Regions from separate parts of the Zea mays genome. Here regions 1, 3 and 4 are each linked to region 2. A link is a contact called in public Hi-C data. All regions are on one chromosome and are shown on one strand. Each heading gives the region's core, a stretch centred on a gene start, on an enhancer-like site or on the middle of the called end of the contact. The rest is flanking DNA. Distances are from core to core; before and after follow the strand shown. Region 1 holds the start of LOC103638632 (ARM repeat superfamily protein). Region 2 holds the start of LOC109942454 (premnaspirodiene oxygenase). Region 3 has its middle 15 kb from the start of LOC103640056. Region 4 holds the start of LOC100276552.

Region 1 (4,194 bases), core at 1,062-3,561, 380 kb after region 2:
TGATGGTTAGTGGCCACTGTTTGGAAGTACCACTAAAACAATGCACATTTTAGCAAAATCATAAGATTCCATCACAAACAAAGAACATCATTGCATATGAACCAGCACATGGACACCAATAAGCAGATGTTTTAGAAATAGAATTAAGGAGCAAACGCTACCACACAGTGATATGTCTAAATTGAGAACCTTGTTTGCCACCAGACTTTTGCTAGAGTTTTCAGACACTAAACAATCACAAGCTGCTGTCCAGCATTAACGCAGACCCAGGCACCCAGCCCCGGACATGGAAAGGTTGGAGAACTGGGCTCTAGGCAGGTAGCAACAGTTTTTGAATAGCAACATTGGTGTGTTGTGTTGTATAAAGATCTGACAATGGTATCTTTGTTAGATGTACATTTTTAACTTGTTTTGATTTGAAATAGCACCTTGGTGACATGTGATGGTATACCAGATTGAGTTGCCCAAAAATTTTCTGTGAGCAACTGCCTTTGGGGAGACCATCTTCTTGTTAGTTTGAGTTTTGCATGAGGGGTAGTAACACTTGAGTTTACATCCTTGGGTCTGTTCTTTCAAGTGTTATATTGAAACAACCATCAACTTAGTTTAAATGGCATCTATCTATTGTTGTTCTGCAAAGAACATGACTCCTTGTTGGGCCAGGCTTGGGCTTCACTCGACATGTTACATGTAGGAGGATGAGTTCACAAGAACCATAATATTTATGCCTTGCGAACTCAGAGCGATGGTAAATAAGGTCATAAGATCCTGTAGACCCTTACCAATCAAATATCAAAGCATAAAGGTCACAAATAAATTTTGAAGGACCCGTTATGGTTATGATATGCGGATAGAAGATGGATCTAGCATAATAGTTTTTCTATTCATAGCGATGGTGTGGCTTGCAAATGTGGCAGAAAGGCTTGGTATATAGTTATGGATGTGAAAAAAACCGAAGCTCATTGATATCGTCGACAACAAAAGGGTTCTGTTGCACATCCTTAATCCTAGGATATGGTCTGATCGATTAAGGGGAAAGCTACAGCCTTGTCACAATCCGGACAAACACCGATCTTAGTTACTTTATGAAATTCAAATTTTGGCTTAGCCAATGACTACATTTGGATGCAGTCCAGTTAGAACCACTCATTAAAAATTATTAGTCATAAGACCAAGATTAGAAAACAGGAACAATAAACTATGAACAGGCTCGACTACTGCATACTAACCTCAAATATTGCATCTCTGGAGTGTTCATATTCTCGGGATACCACGCTCCTTTGAATTATCCTCACTTTTAAGTAGCTCATCTTGACTGTTATGTCCGCACTTCCCTGCTTTTTGGCATCTCAAGAACTTCCACTTCATAGAGTACAAGCAAATGAATAAACTCTGTTGGGATTCCACAAAATAATCTAGGGAGTTTAAATTAACGTATCTTTGGGTTGGGCCAAATTATGTAAGATTATTATTGGGTAACATGTTAATAATCTTACACAAGTATTCTGGATCAGGAATCTTCACCTATTGATGATAGAGTAAAACTTGAATGGCAACTGTCCACATATCAGACGTCATGAGCAAAATTTTGAATAATGTTGATCCACTACTCTGCAAAAAAGGATGTCAAAATCAAGGCTAAAATATTACTCCATCCTAAACCGCAGCAGCAGTGACAATTTCCTCTGCGCTCGCTCGCTTCTTTATTATTAAACCAAGACACATCAGACATCTGATCTGGGCAAATCACTAAGTCAAAACAAAACAAAAAAAAACAGTATACGAGATCGCTGACAAGTATTTTAGATCCTTACACCATCAGCTGTGCAATGTCCTCGCGGAAGACACCCTTCCTCCTGGCAGTGACCGACGGGAACGGGGCGTAGGAGTAGGAGATGTGCCTGCACTGGCTGCTCGCGCTGATCCTGTTTGGCTGGCAGTGACCGACGGCGTCCTGAGCGCGGACGCACGACAGCGGGGCTCGGCGAAGGCAGTACCTGTAGACGAAGTCCCGTATCCTGGGGTGGTTGGGCGGGATGAGGCGGCGCTGGATGCGGAGCGCGAGGCGGTAGGTCCCACCAGCAGCGGCGGCGGCGGCCTGTCCCACCAGCAGCGGTGGCACCGGCGGAGTTGCTTGTAATGGAATAAGGGGGCGGGGGACGAGACTTGTCGAAGCGGGGAAGGGGGAATACTGAGTCGAGGCTGAAGCGTAGGGGCACCACCGCTGTTTAGGGTTTGGGAGCCGCCGTGTGACCATTGTGACGGATGGACGAACAAGGGAGGGAAGCGGGGTCCAAACTGAATCGGTCGAGGTGCAGTCTCCAGTCGAGGCCCATGGTAACAGGCGAGAAAGTGAAGACAAAAAATATAAAAAATGTTACACGCATCATGCTAAGCATGGTGAAGTGTCATCGTAAATGACAAACGTAGGCGTGGAGAGAGGTGGGTTCAGGTTTGATTTAAAAAACCTAATTAGAAGGAACTATTTAGATGATAGGATTATTTAGTATGAATCTAAGTCTTAAATATCATACGAAACAGTTTCATATTTAGAAATGTCTACTATACTTACTAACATCTAAGACAGTTCTTATTGTCTAGATGACTCTAATAATATCTTTATTTGAGATAGTTTCATATATATATATATATATAAGTGTCTAATATACTAACCAAAATCTAGGACAATTCTTCTAATCTTAATGACTCAAAAGATATATTTATTTGAGACGATTTTCAATAACGATCTGCCTTAAATAGATATAAGACATTTCTTACGATGTATTTGTCTCAAAACACTTCTTTATTAAAGACGGATCTCTAACAAACCGTCTTACCTTACTCATCACCATTTGATAAAAGACGCTTCTATAAAATGCACTGATATCCATCTTAAAATGTGCGTCTTAAATAAGCATATCTCTAGTAGTGCTCGCCTCCCCCATGGCCGAGCGCCCTCTCCAGCCGCCGATGCTCGCCAAGCCCATCTCTCATGGCGCCCAGCCCGGTTTCCAGCGCCCTCCTCCACCACCGCGCACCTCTGGCCGCTCCAGCTCATCGATCCGCAGTCGTCTTTGTTTCTCCGTCAACCATCCTCTTCCTCCGGACAACGCGCTTGTCCCCCGCGCAACGTCGTCTTCAACCTTTGGCTCTTCTTCCTCAAGCGTTGTTCCAGCAGCTCGCTCCTCGGATCCTCGTTGCCGGTCTTCAGTCCTCGTCAGTCGCTGACGTGCAGCACGCCTCGGTCTCGTGCTCGCCGTCGCTTGATCGTGAGCTGTTCGCCCTTGCAAGCTCACTACCGCGCGCCCTCCGGCTAGTGCCTTTCTGCGTATATTGTGCGTCGTCGACCCGCGTTGTGTCTCGACGTGCTTGTCAATTCCGATGATCGGTCTTTCAATTGCGCGCGGCTTGTAGTCAACCCGGTCGTTGCCACCACCTCAACCTCGTCAGCCTACCTCCCATCCCTATGTGCAGGTCGCGTTTGCGCTTATCGCCGGTGAGACTCTCGGTTCTTGTTCTCGCCTAGCGTCGATTGATTAGATACTAATTATTTGTGTGTTTGTGCGTGATTGGAGGAGAAAAAGGTCCTAGAAATTGGTTGGAGAAGAAGGTTGTAGCGCATGGCTCACCAAGTGTTCGATCAAAGACTTCAATTAAAGGCTATCGTCGTTCAGGCAAATATCAAATCAAATTGAGATGTGGTGAGCCGATTCGCTATTTTTACTATTGGTTTTATGATCGTGAAATAAGACGCTTCGTATGCGCATGAAATTTAAGTTAGAAATACCAGTGATGCGAGGTGTGCTTCGATGAAATTGAGATGTAGCATTATTTAGGTTTGTGATATTCCTGCTTATATCCATTCATATGCACCATGCATCTCATTAGGTACGCTAGCTGAGAATCGTACGAATCAAAGGACAAGGACCAAAGCTGAGTCGACCACAAGATGCTGTAAAGTGTGAGCCACTCGCGAGGTGATGCTGATGGACGAACCTGAAGATGGATAACTCAAGCAAGTGCTAGGCTGAGACATGGTCGACAAGCAAGTCTCGTCTAACAAACACTAACCTAGTGTTATTCCAGGCAAGCCACGGTGCATTATCCCTTTCCTTGTGTTTTAAAATCTTTATTACCTTATATGATGCATTAGGTGATAGGAGTTATGTGCTAAACAATTGATGCATTTCCTTC
Region 2 (4,318 bases), core at 1,150-3,649:
GGCCGCCATTTGACCATATATAGATGACACGTGACAACCGTTGAAATTGGTATAATTATTTACCAGTATGATGGCCTTGATGATGCTGTTGGTAAGTTGGAAGCCGAAGCACTTGCGCTCCTCAATAATTTCCTCGAGGATGGTGTCCACCGTCTTGTGGATCTCCTTGAGGCTGCGCGTCATGCCGGTGAGCTTGGCCAGGACGGTGGTCCACGTCGGGAACAAGTCCGGGACGTTGAAACCGCTGAACACACTAGTAGAAAAAGGCTCAACACCTGTGGGACGATATATTTTTACAGACGGATCCGGTTATCCACCGACTGTGCTATTTCTAGTGGCGGTTCCTTAATAAAACCGCCACTAGAAATCGTATTTCTACTGGCGGTTCCTTAAGAAAACCGCCAGTAGAAATCCATGATTTGTAGTGGCGGTTTTATTAAGGAACCGCCACTAGAAATAGCACAGTCGGTGGATAACCGGATCCGTCTGTAAAAATATATCGTCCCACAGGTGTTGAGCCTTTTTCTACTAGTGTGTTCAGCGGCTTCAACGTCCCGGACTTGTTCCCGACGTGGACCACCGTCCTGGCCAAGCTCACCGGCATGACGCGCAGCCTCAAGGAGATCCACAAGACGGTGGACACCATCCTCGAGGAAATTATTGAGGAGCGCAAGTGCTTCGGCTTCCAACTTACCAACAGCATCAGTGGCAGTTTTCTTAAGGAACCGCCACTAGAAATCATTTTTATCCTTAATTTTTTGAGTTTTTCAAACGACCTCGTATGACAAAACCACCAAAATAAAAGTTGTAGATCTCTAAAAGTTATGAAACTTTGTAGTTGATAACTTTTTTATTTGAACTCATTTCGGTTCTCAAAAATTGAATCTAAGTAAGTCAAATTTAAAATTCAAATTTTGCAAACTACCTCGGATGAAAAAAGTGTCAAAATAAAAGTTGTAGAACTTCAAAAGTTATTTATCTTTGTAGTTGACAACTTTTTTATTTGAATTCGTTTAGGGTCTCAAATAAGCAATTTACACTCAAATAGTTGTAATATGTGGAAAAAACAACTACAAAATAGACACAAAGCATGTCATAGACGGAGTGGTACTGGAGGATACGCGCGAGGGTGAGGTCGACGGTTCGATTACTAATAACCGTGTAGCGCGCGAATCTTGCGCGAAAAATGCCGTGACTTGCACGAGTGGGGTGGGCCTAATAAAAATAATTGTTTTTACTATTTTTAAAATCTGTTTTATGTTTCCTGGAAACGATTTGCACTGACGGTTTTATTACGTCGACCGTCAGTGAAAATCGATTTTCACTGGCGGTCTTCAGTTATCCGCCTGTAAAAATGATGATTTGTACTGGCCCCTAGCACTGGCGGTTACGATAAACGCCACTAAAAATAGGTTTACGACCGCCAGTATAGATCTTCTCTGTACTATTGATAGGCCGACGACGGCTTTGGTCGCCGCCAGGAACTCCGCCGCGTTCTTCCGCTTCTTCCCGAACGCGGCCCGGGACACGACGCTGTTTGTGATGCTGTGGAACATCACGCTCAGGTTCACTGGCGTCGCCGGGCCCGCCGAGCGGATCTCCTCCACCCGCAGCATCACCTAGAACACAACACATCAGCGTATCACATGCATGTTCTCCTCTTTTGACCAGTCTTCTCCTGCTTTATTTTTAGATTTTTGCATGCGTTGTTTTTGTTCAGACTTCAGAGTGTACTCTCATCTCATAGCGTCTCGTACTCTCGTGTGACTACCGTGCGCGCTAGCTGTGCCTGTGCTCACCTCCTCCTCCCGGATGTGACGAAACGAGAGCACGCGCTTGGGGCTCAGGATCTCGGCGGCGCAGAGCTGGCTGAGCTTGCGCCAGTAGTCGCCGGAGGGGGCGAAGAGGATGTCGACCCACTCATAGCCGACGATCTCGCCGGCGAGGAGCTTGGGGCGTGTGGCGAAGTTGGTGTCGTGCGTCCTGAGCACGGCGCGCGCCGTCTCCTTGGAAGAGGCGACGACGAGCGGCGTCTGGCCGAGCTGCAGCATCATGAGCGGGCCGTGGACGTCCGCCAGGTCCCGCAGCGCCCGGTGCGGCAGCACGTTCACGAGGTGGTGCATGCTGCCGATGACGGGCAGCTTCCAAGACCCTGGCGGCAGCCGTGGCCTCGGCTTGAGGGCCATCTTCACCAGCTGCAGCAGTACCACAGCAAGGACGGAGAGGAAGAGCGACTGGTAGATGTACCCGTCCATGCTGGATACCGTGTTACACGTTTACTATATAGCTAGGCGCCTAGGCCACACAGCCGACTAGACCTTGCTACTGCTTTCTATAGCAGTACAGAGTCTTGCTTGCTTCGTGAGTTCAATACCTAGCTTGCTGTTCCATCTCCCTCGGGGTGGCGGGATATATATAGCACCAATGAGGGCAGCAAGGGCCCATCATATCGACGTCTGGTGAGCTCAATTATAAGTGCACTAGTATGAGCTTCGTGGGCAAAATATGCAGCACATCAAATAATCATAATATTATTACCAATGCTAAGGATCCGAGCATCTCCAGCCAGAGTTTGTATTTTGAAATATATAGGACTCTGACACTAAAACTTTTGCTCCAATAAGAATTCTATTTTACAAAAAATTATTAAATAATTATAGCACTCTGCCTCTCCACTACAACAACTCTAGTAGTTTTTTGGCGTCTGCTACTATTTTCGATGGCCCCGCTCTGGCCATCAAAAATTAGGCTTAATTTCGGTGGCCAACACACCCCGCCGGACCCAATCTGCCCTTTTCTCTTTCATTTGCCAGCGCCGACGTCCCTGACTCATTGTAAATCCCAAAATTAGTATAAGAAAAAAATATATAGATATAAAATAAATAAATAAATTTATGATGATGTTAGGAGAGTTGTTGAAACCCTTGAAACTTCATTAGGACTCTTCCTATTTATAATCAACAAATGGTATTAAATCAGTTAAGTAACCAACAAACAAAGTAAAGAATGGCATATCTCTTGTTGATGATGTGGTTATCATGCATTTATTGAAAACCTGAATTTGACCTCAATTTATAAAGGAATAGAAAATGGGAAAGAAAATTTCAATTAAGCTATTTATTCCTCACATAAATAAATGACAAGGAAAACAATAAATAATAATATAAAAATAGTAAGATTTATATTCATATTAGAACTATGTTGAGATTTAGGAATTGGTATTCCCATGTTTGAATAAAAGTCTTTTATATTAAGAGATTAAATAAAAGACCCTATATGTTTAAAACCAACCTTTGTTGAATCATATGGTTAGAAATATTTCCCTAAACAAGTAAGGTAATGAATATTTATTTTTACTTGGGATTTGATCACACACTCAAGAGTAATAACTCTTCCTAAAAAGAAATAATATGGGTGCATAACATACTTTGAACCTTTAACTAAACAAAGGAAACAAAATAATTAAAATAAATATATAAGTCTATAAAAATATATACTTTGCCTTCATGCTGCTATTCTGGATGTTACATTTAGATTAGAATTTGAAACCCATATTTAAATCTGAATTTTAAAGGTGGGAATAAAAATAGAAAAGAAAACAGGAATAAAAGAAAAACTCACCTGTTGCCGCTTGGGTCGAAATGCGGCCTGGCTGGCCCATTCTCCCTTTTTGATCAGCTCAGCCCGCCTCCATCAGACATGTGTGCCGACATATGGGCCCGACCCATCAGTCAAACCCATGTGTGGACAACTTCGTCTCCATCACAGGCACGTGGGACCGCTCCGCAGCCGCATCCCATCAGGCACTCTCCACGCGGGGTCGCTGCCATGTGGGCCTATGGCATCATGATCGTCTTCTCCAGCAGATTATGACAAACAAGGCACCTGGTTCGGGTCGTTGCGCTGCCCGTAATCCTCGCCGGGTTCACGCGGATTTCGCCTCCCATTTTACTCGCTCTTCCGTTCGGCGGGTCCGGTCCTTGTGAACCTCTCGGCCAAATCGGCCGCGACCGTTGCACCCTCGCCGACGAACCCGTAGGCGAGCAACCAAATACATGCTGGTCGCGTGCTCCCGGGACCATAAAAGTGACCACGCTGCGACCCTCTTTCCTGCCCATCTGCGGATTTCTAAGCCACCGCAAGGGAAACAGTGAGAAGGGGGAGGGAAAGCCGAGCACCACCGCCGTAATCGCCCCTCGGTGATTACCGTCCATTTAGGGCAAAATGTGCGCTCAGGGAAGCTTTGTCAAGGTTTACGGACGTCGTCGTGTGGAATTCCAGGGCCGTGGGCGGCCAAGGCTCGGTGAATTTCTCGCCG
Region 3 (4,683 bases), core at 1,756-4,255, 460 kb after region 2:
ATTATACCTATAACACTCGACATAAGATAAGAAATAGCTGTTAAATTAGTGTTTTGATGACCTTCGGAAGAAGACACCAAACAACTACCATATATAAATAATGGTTATATTGGATGTTGAATTTATAAGAGTAGCCTGAACAAAAGAAATTTAGGTAGTCCTAAAAGAATTGCAAGATACTCTATATTTTCAGAAAGTTCTACAGGTGTGTATGTGCTTCAGTTATATTCTAAATAAATCCTAGCAAGGTCGAAGAGGAATACAGGGGCGACGATGGGATCATTTGGCCTTTCAGCGCCACGGAGACACTGAGTATAGACTCTAAATAACCACTTCAAAAACTCTTGCCGAACAAAAAAATAATGCGTGCTTGCAACTCAGGTCAGATGTGTGCAATCCTTGACAGGAACGGACAAAACAATCACAAATTCTAAAGGAGTCCAGAATTTGACCAACTGCGAATCCGAACTCTCATAATAAATATATCTAAAAAGTCAAAATGTCATATAATTTAAAATAAAGAGAATAAATAATAAAAATGAAAATATCTTATAATTTGAAACGAGCAGAATAAATCTCTCTATCTCTACTATAAAAAACATCAGTTTATACAGTTCCACGGTTACCCAACTCTTCTCCTTCCTGCAAGAAGCAAGTAAAATTGTGTACAAATAGAGATTTAAACTTTGATAGTTAGCTTCACATTTGCACCATCTAACTAACAGAATACATATATTTTGTGTTTCATTAAAATAAAGTCTAAAAATATAATACACAGACATGTGATACGTAGAAACCTGACTAGTATTTAGATAAACTCTGGCTTCTTCTAGCCTTGTCTCTTTATCACATCCATGGCACGGACGCCGGTGCTTAGCCAGCTCCGAACCATAGCAACCAGGCTATTTAGTTATATATGCCCTACATATATAGCTTCTCCATAGCTGAAAGGAATCGAGAGCCTAACAGAGAGGTAAATTAGGACTTTTAAAAACTTTGCTAATCTAGGTCATAAATAAATCCTTAGAACAAAACCTATGCAAATAAATAAACTAGATTTTGCAAATTAAGTTTTGTCTAAATGTTGATATCTCTACCATAAAAGGAGTTTTGCAACCTAAGTTTCAATCTTGAATAATCTAACTAGAATTGAGAGATTGAAACTTAAATACTTAATGTAAATGCGGAAGTTAAATGAGCAAGGGTAGAGATGCAAACTGCCATGGACGCCGCCGATATTTTTACTGAGTTATCCGAACCACGCAAAGTCTCGACTAATCCTCGTTGGTGCCCCTATGCAAGGGGTAGTCCATGCGAGGGCTAAGCACCACGGACGAATAACTCCGTAGAGAGCCGTGGGCCTTCTCCACGTGCAAGTGGGGCACCACTTCTGGCCACCACTCGGACGCTCCCCGCTGTCTTCACTAACGAGCTTCTAGCTGAAATGTTGCGGGCCTCGTTCCCTCTGGTACAAGGTGGCAGACGCACCACAAACACAGTTGATGCGGTGTCGCAAGACGATGCCCCACTCGGTACAATTACAACGGCTCGCTCAAGAGCCCAAGGGTTTTGTGGGGTTTTCTAAACTCACTCAACTAACTAGGAATCACATATAGCAAGCGCAATAGCGGTCTAACTAACCTAAGCATCTCGCAAAGTTTCTACGCTAATCACTGAGTGTTTCTATTAAGCACTTGGGTGTTGGAGCACTTGGAAATGTGTATGAACTTGCTTGATATGTTTCTTGAGCTCCCACACATTCAAATGGCCAGTTGGGTGAAGTATTCATAGACCCCAACTGAATTATAATTGTTGGAGGAAAAGTTGTTGCTCTCAGTGGCACTCCGGACCGTTTCGGTGCTTGGCACCAAATCATCTGGTGCAACTAGCAATTGGAATTTTACCGTTGTAGTGTTGTCGGCTTCCACACCGGATTGTCCGGTCCTGGCACCGGACCGTCTGGTGACTCTCCCTCCATACAGCCAAAAAAATCCATTGGTGCACCGAACATTTTGTGAAGTGCACAGAACTGTTCGGTGAGCCACCGGAGTATCCGCCTAGGGAGGGCAAATCACCCACCTGTGGATGCCTCTTCTCCGTGTCTTGGGCTTCTCTTGTTTTGTAGATGTTCAATAAAGGTCTTCTTAATGTATTTTTAGGTGTTACATCCTCAGAGCTTAAGTCCAATCCACTTCGCATCCTATGAACTACAAAACACACTGTTGGGAAGCATTAGTTCACTAGTTATGTTGTTCATCAAACACCAAAATCCCATAATCAAATGGTCTGGTGTCCATTTTCCTAACAATCTCCCACTTTTGTGATTGATGACTGTAAGTGCAATCAACCCTATTTGAGGGTTTTGGTGATTAAGATGACAAAACAAATAATGTTACTGTAATGCCCAAAAAATTGGTAGAAGAAAAAAATATAATAATAAAGTAAATAAACAAATATATTTATAAGGGTGTTTTTGAGAATGTTTGAAACCTTTAGAATTTTTTTTTTATTTTCTTCCACTATCATAATTAATTAAGAGAGTAAAAGCTAGGAAATGTGCATCTCATGCTAATGATTTTGTTGTGAGGAATTTTGTTGAAATAAAGAAATCGCAACTTAAATTTGATCTCAATTTATAAATGAAAAATATAAAAAATCAAAGGAATCTTAATAAAAGCATTTATTCCTTCCATAATCAAGTAGAAAGATGAATAAATAATGTTAAAGCAAACCATGAGTGTTAAATTCACATTGGGAGTTTTATGTATATTTGGAAATCTGGATTTCAGAACTGCAATTCAAATGTAGTTTGAATCCTTGAATTTGGAAAATAAACCAGAAATTATAAAAGAAAATGGTGAAGCACCTGTATTGGGCCGCAGTTCTGAAATTCGGCCCATCCCCCTGATTTCCCTCGTGCGCGCCTCGGCCCAATACCACTCTCCCACCGCGCCAGCCCAGTTGCCTTCCCCGTGGCCCCGCGGCGTCTGCCTCACTGTTCGGTGGGCCGCTACTGCCAGCTCCTCCCTCGCACCCGTTCACTTACGAATGGGCCCTGGTGGTCAGTCCCCTTTCCTTTCCCGTGACCGCTCGCGCGCCTTGATCACTCATTGACTCGTGGGACCGGGATGTCGGTCGTCCTCTTCCCGGCGACGCGGTGGGGATGATGCAGCCGGGGATCTCAGAATTCCGTTGCAACAGACTCCGAATCCACATCCCTCTCCTCGGCTGGTGCGTTACTCCCATCGGTATAAGTCCCCAGACGCTCCTCCTCTCACCCGGGTGCGCAGGCCGAAACAACACATGCCACCGTGATCCAAGTTCGCCATGGTGGAGAGAGAAATGATGCCGCCACCATCGATCTCCTCCGTGGGTAACTCCCCGACCTCGGGGGTGTTCTTAGCGCGTCGTGGGATGCTGCCGCGCGTGCGCTTGACCTCGGCAGGCGGGGATCGCAGCCGTGAGGTCGGTGATTTTCCGCCGGTGTAGCAGCGCCGCCGCGATGTGGATGTGTGCCGTGGCAAACCTCTGCCACAGCGCCAGCTGAGGTAATAATCATGCCGCAGTATTCGCCTAGCTCTCCAGTTCGCGTCGCCCTGGTCAGCCGTGTGTTGGGAGTCTCGGACCGCCGGGCGGGACATCGCCGGGGGGCGGCGCATCCGTCCTTGCGTCACCGGAGGTAGGTGATGATATCTGGGCGGTCGGATCCGAGGGGGACGGACCGGATTAGTTTGGGACGACAGGAACCCGAGTGATGAACCAGGGCCGTTAGATTGTGATCCAGCGCGCGGAACCCGTGATCGGTTCAAGTCCTTTTAGTTGCCGTTAGATCATGATCTGGTGGTCGAGAATTGATACCGGTTCAAATGGGGAAAATCTAACCTGGATCTTCAGATTTTGATCGGGTGGCTGAGAAATGTCCATACCCCTTCGGTCGGACCGTTTTACAGAAGAGTCTCTCAGTTCCTTTGAAACCGAGCTGCCGTTCATTGCCTGTTATAGAATAATTACGGTTCAGTCCTGTTTTTCACGAGTTAACCCCTGTGCTTTCCAGAAATTGTGCCCGCAGCCCAGGTGTTAAATAAAAGGGATAAAATAATTCAGAAAATGATTTTAGTTTAAAAATAAATCAAGAAACTTGTTTAATTCGTATTAAATCCATTTTAACTCCAAATTAATTCATTCCAATTGCATTAGAATTGTATTGATATTGTTTATCATCCAGTAACTTTATTTTGTTATGAAATCTAAACTGAAATTTTGTACTTAATTTCTTTTGTACACCACTACTAAATCTTTAGAAATTCGTAACTTGAGAACCGTAACTCTGATTTGATCCATTCAAATTGTGTTAGCTTTATAAAAATATTGTCTACGCAGTGGCAATATTAATTGTACCATAGAACATATTTTTATAATTAGATATTTGTTTAGCCTATGTTCAGTAGATTATACCTTTTAACCAAAGTTAAACTAGACCATGATAGTGATTTGACTATAATATTATTCCTAAACAAGTTATAATCTGGATTAAAGTTTACTTAACTAGTTGGAGTATATTTTCTCATATGATGTATATTAACCAATTTATAATATAGTTTAATATTTAAATCACATTTATCTTCCATAAATCATAACTCCTTAACCGTAACTCCGAAGTTAGTGATTCACGAGCCCACGGTT
Region 4 (4,332 bases), core at 67-2,566, 310 kb after region 2:
GAAGATATATGTGTTCCAGCAAGTACTCTGATTGTTTCTCCTTAGGTTCTTCAGATCTATACAGTCTTCCTCCTCTCCTTTCTTGTTCACATGTAGCCTCCATATACAAAGATATCCTCTGTAGTTCTACTCTGCCCTTGGTCTCCACTTCTCTTGATACAATTAACTCCCGTGCTGGGGGACTATCCAGCATACTTATTAGTACTAGGTGAGGCCGGAAATTTCTTCTCGTGCAGAGAACAGGCTCAATTATCGGTAACCCAAGCTTAGTTGTCGTCATCAGCTCCTCTTTGACTCTTAGCAGAGTAAACCAGAGAGATCTCCTCTGCCATCGGGCACAGCAGCACCGGATCTGGTCGCGCCGAGCTCCAGATCTGCCAGTCTGTCCACGCCGGCAAGCTAAAACAACCGAGGCGACAGCTAAAATGGCGGAGAGTGGAAGAGAAAAGGCCAAGAAATTAGGAATTAGAGAACAACCTAGTTGGCCCTGGGATCTAACGCGCGGTGCCGAACCAAGGCCGGCAGTATGCGCCTTGTGGTGGCAAACGAACCTAGTTGGAGGCTGCATCCTTGGCCGCGGCGGGCCGTGGCGCCACCGCTGGCATGACAGGCTTCTCGCTGTGGACGAAGAAAGCGTAGAAGCCGCCACAGGTGGTAGCGGCTGCCATCGACCAGACAACAAGTTTGACTGGCAGGGGCATAATCTCAGCCACCTTGTAACTGAACATGATAGTAAGGAGGGTCGTGAGGCTCCAAACCCCAGCCTTGACCCTCGCGCGCTTTTGGGAGTGCTGCTGATCCAACTGCTCGTAGTAGCGCAAGCAGGCGAACAGGGCCACCAGGTCGAGATAAGATACCACGACGAAAGCGACGGAGCCGGCGTCACCGTTGGACCGATAAATCGCCATGCCTGAGTTGAAGGTGAGGAATAGGAAGCCAAGCACCGTGAGCCAGGAGAAGTCGGCCATTGCTGCAGGCGGCGGCGACCTCTGCTGCCCGGAACCAGGCAGCTTCTTTAATACCTCGATGTATCAGCAACGAAAGACGGAGGACGCAAGGCCAAGAAGCCTGTTTTTCGAAAGGGATCAGAACCCGTCGCTCATCTGCCGATATGAATGGGGAAGAGAAGAAAAAAATAAGATGGAGAGGAGCTTACCTTACGTAACGGCGAGAACTAGCAATCAGGGGCAGGGCAAGCTCGCCGCGGGGGCTGATTGCAGCGGAGGCGTTACAAAGCGCGTTGGTCGGTTGTAATAAGTTTTCTCTCCAACGAGCCCCTAGTCCGCTATATAGCGGCTGTTTGGTTGTTTGGACCACTAGATCCTAGATTCCTAGTTAAACCTAAGATGCAGGCTGGACTATACAGGGCCATATGACACTAACAAGGTGGGTCGGCCCGAGCACAGCACTAAAAAGCACGGCCCAGGTACGACACGACCCGTTCCATACAGTGCCAGTGTTGGGTCCGGCCCGTACACAGTGCCGGGCCCGGCTGGTACACAGTGTCGTGCCTGGGCCACCAACTCGGTCCGTAGTGTCGGCCCAGGCCCGACACGATTAAATGGGCTGGCACGGCTTTGGCACCGCCCTGGCGCCAGCGCGCGTGGCCCAGCCCAGCCATCAAAGCACCGAGCACGCCCGCGGCCTGCGCTAGTGCGTCACTGCGTCTGCACGTGTAAACCCTAAAGTCGCTCTCAGCTGCGGGCGATTGGGCGAACTCTCCTCTCCCTCGTTCCCTCCGCCTCCGCTCAGCGCTCCGGTCTCCCTCTCCGGTCTCCGGCTCTCCGCCTCCGCTCGGATCGATCGTCGGAGATCCTCTCCCCCGCTCCATCCTCAAGACCTCAACGGATTTGCGCATTTGTGGAATGGGTAACTCATATCCATAACCCTAGCTCCGTTCTCCCTCATCTGTCTCCTCTCTCCTGTCTTCTTCTCCCCCTCCGGTGTCATCTACACCAACTAGCACTGGCACACGACACAGCATCATCCTCGTCTACCTCGTCGTCTTCCTCGAGCAATCAAGCTCATACGCCGTCGGCTTGTACGGTGCTCCGGAATAAATCCGTCGAGGAACCGGGTGACCGGATCGATTGTTCGTCGATGGTCGACCAGTCGACATCGCCTGCGGAGATCCCGGTGCTCCGGCTTATTAGATAACGGGTAACCCTAACCCTAATCTCTTTTATTATGTAACCCTAGCTCCAGTCTCCCTCTCCTATCTCCTATCTTCTTCTCCCCCTCCGGTACTGTCCGGCACTGGCACACAACATCATCGTCATCTCCCTCGAGCTCAAACGTCGTCGGCTGCTACGGTGCTCCGAATTCAAATCCGTCGAGGAACCGGGTGGCCGGATCGGTAGTTCGTCGATGGTCGACCGGTCGTCGTCGCCTACGGAGATCCTGGTGCTCCGGCTTATTAGGTAATGGGTAACCCTAACCCTAATCTATTTTATTATGTAACCCTAACCCTAATCTTGTATTCATGTTGTAGCCGTTGAGGAACCGGGACTCCGATGGCCGTCTCCGATGATGAAACTGTTGAGATTGACTGCAACGAGGAGCGACGGTTGTGCGGGTTGGCCAGAGATGACGATGAGGATGACCTCCGGGAGGATGCTGCAGTGCTCTTTGGCCATAGCAGTGAGCATCCCATCCATGTAGGTGATGAACAAAAAGTCGGTGGCCAGGAAGGTGAAGGGGACGAACACAGTGCCAAGCGTTGTCGTCCTTCTACTTCTGCAGTCTGGTTAGATTTCGAGAAACTTTTCAAAATCGTGAACGGTAAGAAGGTAAGTTTGCAGCTAAGTGCATACATTGCTCTAAGCAATATTCTTCTCTCTCTAGTGGTGGCACTGGCCAACTCAGCCGACATAGGGATAGATGTCCTAGGAGGCGTGAAAAAACCCGCATGTCTCAGTCTCAGATATCTTTTAATCGTGATGGTAGTATGCATAACTGGGAGTACTATCCTATGGTTGCACGTAATGAATTGGTTCGATTGCTTGCTAGGCTAGAAATTCCTATTAATTTGGGTGAAAATGCTGCGTTTGAACTGCTCATAATCCTAAATTTGTGCCTGTCTCTAGGCAAACCACCACCAGAGACATGGTTAAATACTTCACTGACAAAAAGGCTAAGCTTGTTGAGACTCTTACTTCTTTTGATGTTAATTGTGTGTGTTTGACCTCTGACATTTGGTCTGGTAATGCCAAAGAGGACTACCTTAGTGTTGTTGCCCATTACATAAACCCTGATTGGCAACTAGAGAAAAAGGGTGCTTTCTTTAGTGCTTATTGATGTGTCACACAATGGTCAAAACATTGCTGATCGTGTTGCTGGTGTGCTTGCTGATTATGGCTTGACTAATAAGGTGTTTGCTTTTACCCTAGACAATGCATCATCTAATGCTTCTGCCATGAGGTTGCTTAGACCTATAATGTCACCATATCTGGGTATTGATAATGGTGCAGAATCTGAAATGTTCTTGCATCAACGTTGTGCATGTCATATAATCAATTTGATAGCTAAAGAGGCCCTAAATGCTCTTAAGAATTTGATTAAAACATTTAGAACTGCAATATCTTTTTTAAACTCTAATCAGAGAATTGCTGCATATAAAAGTTATTGCATTGCTACTAATATTAGACCTAGAAAATTCTAGTTGGACATGAAGGTTAGGTAGAACTCTACATATCTGATGCTTAAGCATTTGTTTCCTCATAGGATACCTTTCACTACTTTCATTCATGGAAACTATCTTAGGGCTGAAGGTGATCAATTTATTTTAACTGATGACCATTGGGTTATTGGAGATAAAGTACTTAAATTTCTTGAGCTATTTTATGATTCTACAGTTGCACTGTCTGGTGTTTATTATCCTACATCTCCACTTATGCTTCATTTTCTTGTTAAGATTGCTATACATTTAAAGAACAATGCTAATGACACTCACATCAGAGGTGTCATTCAACCTATGATAGATAAATATAATAAATATTGGAGGAACATCCCTTTACTTTACTCTTTTGCATTCATCTTGGACCCTAGAGCTAAAATGAAAGGCTTCAGTAGAGTGCTTAGAAAGTTGATGAACCTAACAAGTACAGATTATGCTGCTTATCAGGTTACCACTAGAGCTAAGCTTACTAATGTTTATAATAAGTATGAAGAGAAATATGGATCTGTTAGATTGAACAGGGTTGTCCCTCCTAACTTGTCTGGTAAGAAACGGTCTGCTTGGGATGAAATTTATGATGATGCTGATGATGTAGGTACTTCTGTTGGTATGCATTCTTTTGCTTCTACTCTAAACATTGCTAGAGATACCTCTGC

Evidence for each region. Hi-C and Micro-C count contacts between places; a contact is called where the count stands out from the background.
Region 1: a Hi-C map of ear shows a contact between it and region 2, with 4 times the contacts expected there. The contact joins the promoter of LOC103638632 here to the promoter of LOC109942454 in region 2. A contact is called at or near these places in 4 of 25 Hi-C or Micro-C datasets (bundle sheath, ear, leaf and 1 more).
Region 3: a Hi-C map of leaf shows a contact between it and region 2, with 5 times the contacts expected there. The contact joins the enhancer-like site here to the promoter of LOC109942454 in region 2. A contact is called at or near these places in 2 of 25 Hi-C or Micro-C datasets (endosperm and leaf).
Region 4: a contact with region 2 is called in a Hi-C map of leaf, with 5 times the contacts expected there. The contact joins the promoter of LOC100276552 here to the promoter of LOC109942454 in region 2. A contact is called at or near these places in 5 of 25 Hi-C or Micro-C datasets (bundle sheath, ear, endosperm and 2 more).

Annotation. Positions count from the first base shown.
Region 1 is chr9:87,621,816-87,626,009 of Zm-B73-REFERENCE-NAM-5.0, forward strand. LOC103638632 (ARM repeat superfamily protein) reads right to left here and starts at 2,312. Exons shown (of 8, transcript XR_002265239.2): 1 at 1,815-2,312; 2 at 1-1,732.
Region 2 is chr9:87,243,091-87,247,408 of Zm-B73-REFERENCE-NAM-5.0, forward strand. LOC109942454 (premnaspirodiene oxygenase) reads right to left here and starts at 2,400. Exons shown (of 4, transcript XM_020544485.2): 1 at 1,800-2,400; 2 at 1,446-1,619; 3 at 64-267. The coding sequence starts at 2,255.
Region 3 is chr9:87,701,331-87,706,013 of Zm-B73-REFERENCE-NAM-5.0, forward strand. No RefSeq gene overlaps it. Among protein-coding and RNA genes, the nearest start is that of LOC103640056, 15 kb to the right of the region's middle. Within about 2 kb of position 3,006, at least 19 of the 20 cell types and tissues checked have an H3K27ac peak or open chromatin away from gene starts, as enhancers often do. A contact at or near this core is called in leaf, where this site is marked.
Region 4 is chr9:87,554,933-87,559,264 of Zm-B73-REFERENCE-NAM-5.0, forward strand. LOC100276552 reads right to left here and starts at 1,317. Exons shown (of 2, transcript NM_001150313.2): 1 at 1,157-1,317; 2 at 1-1,068. The coding sequence starts at 968. The coding sequence ends at 552.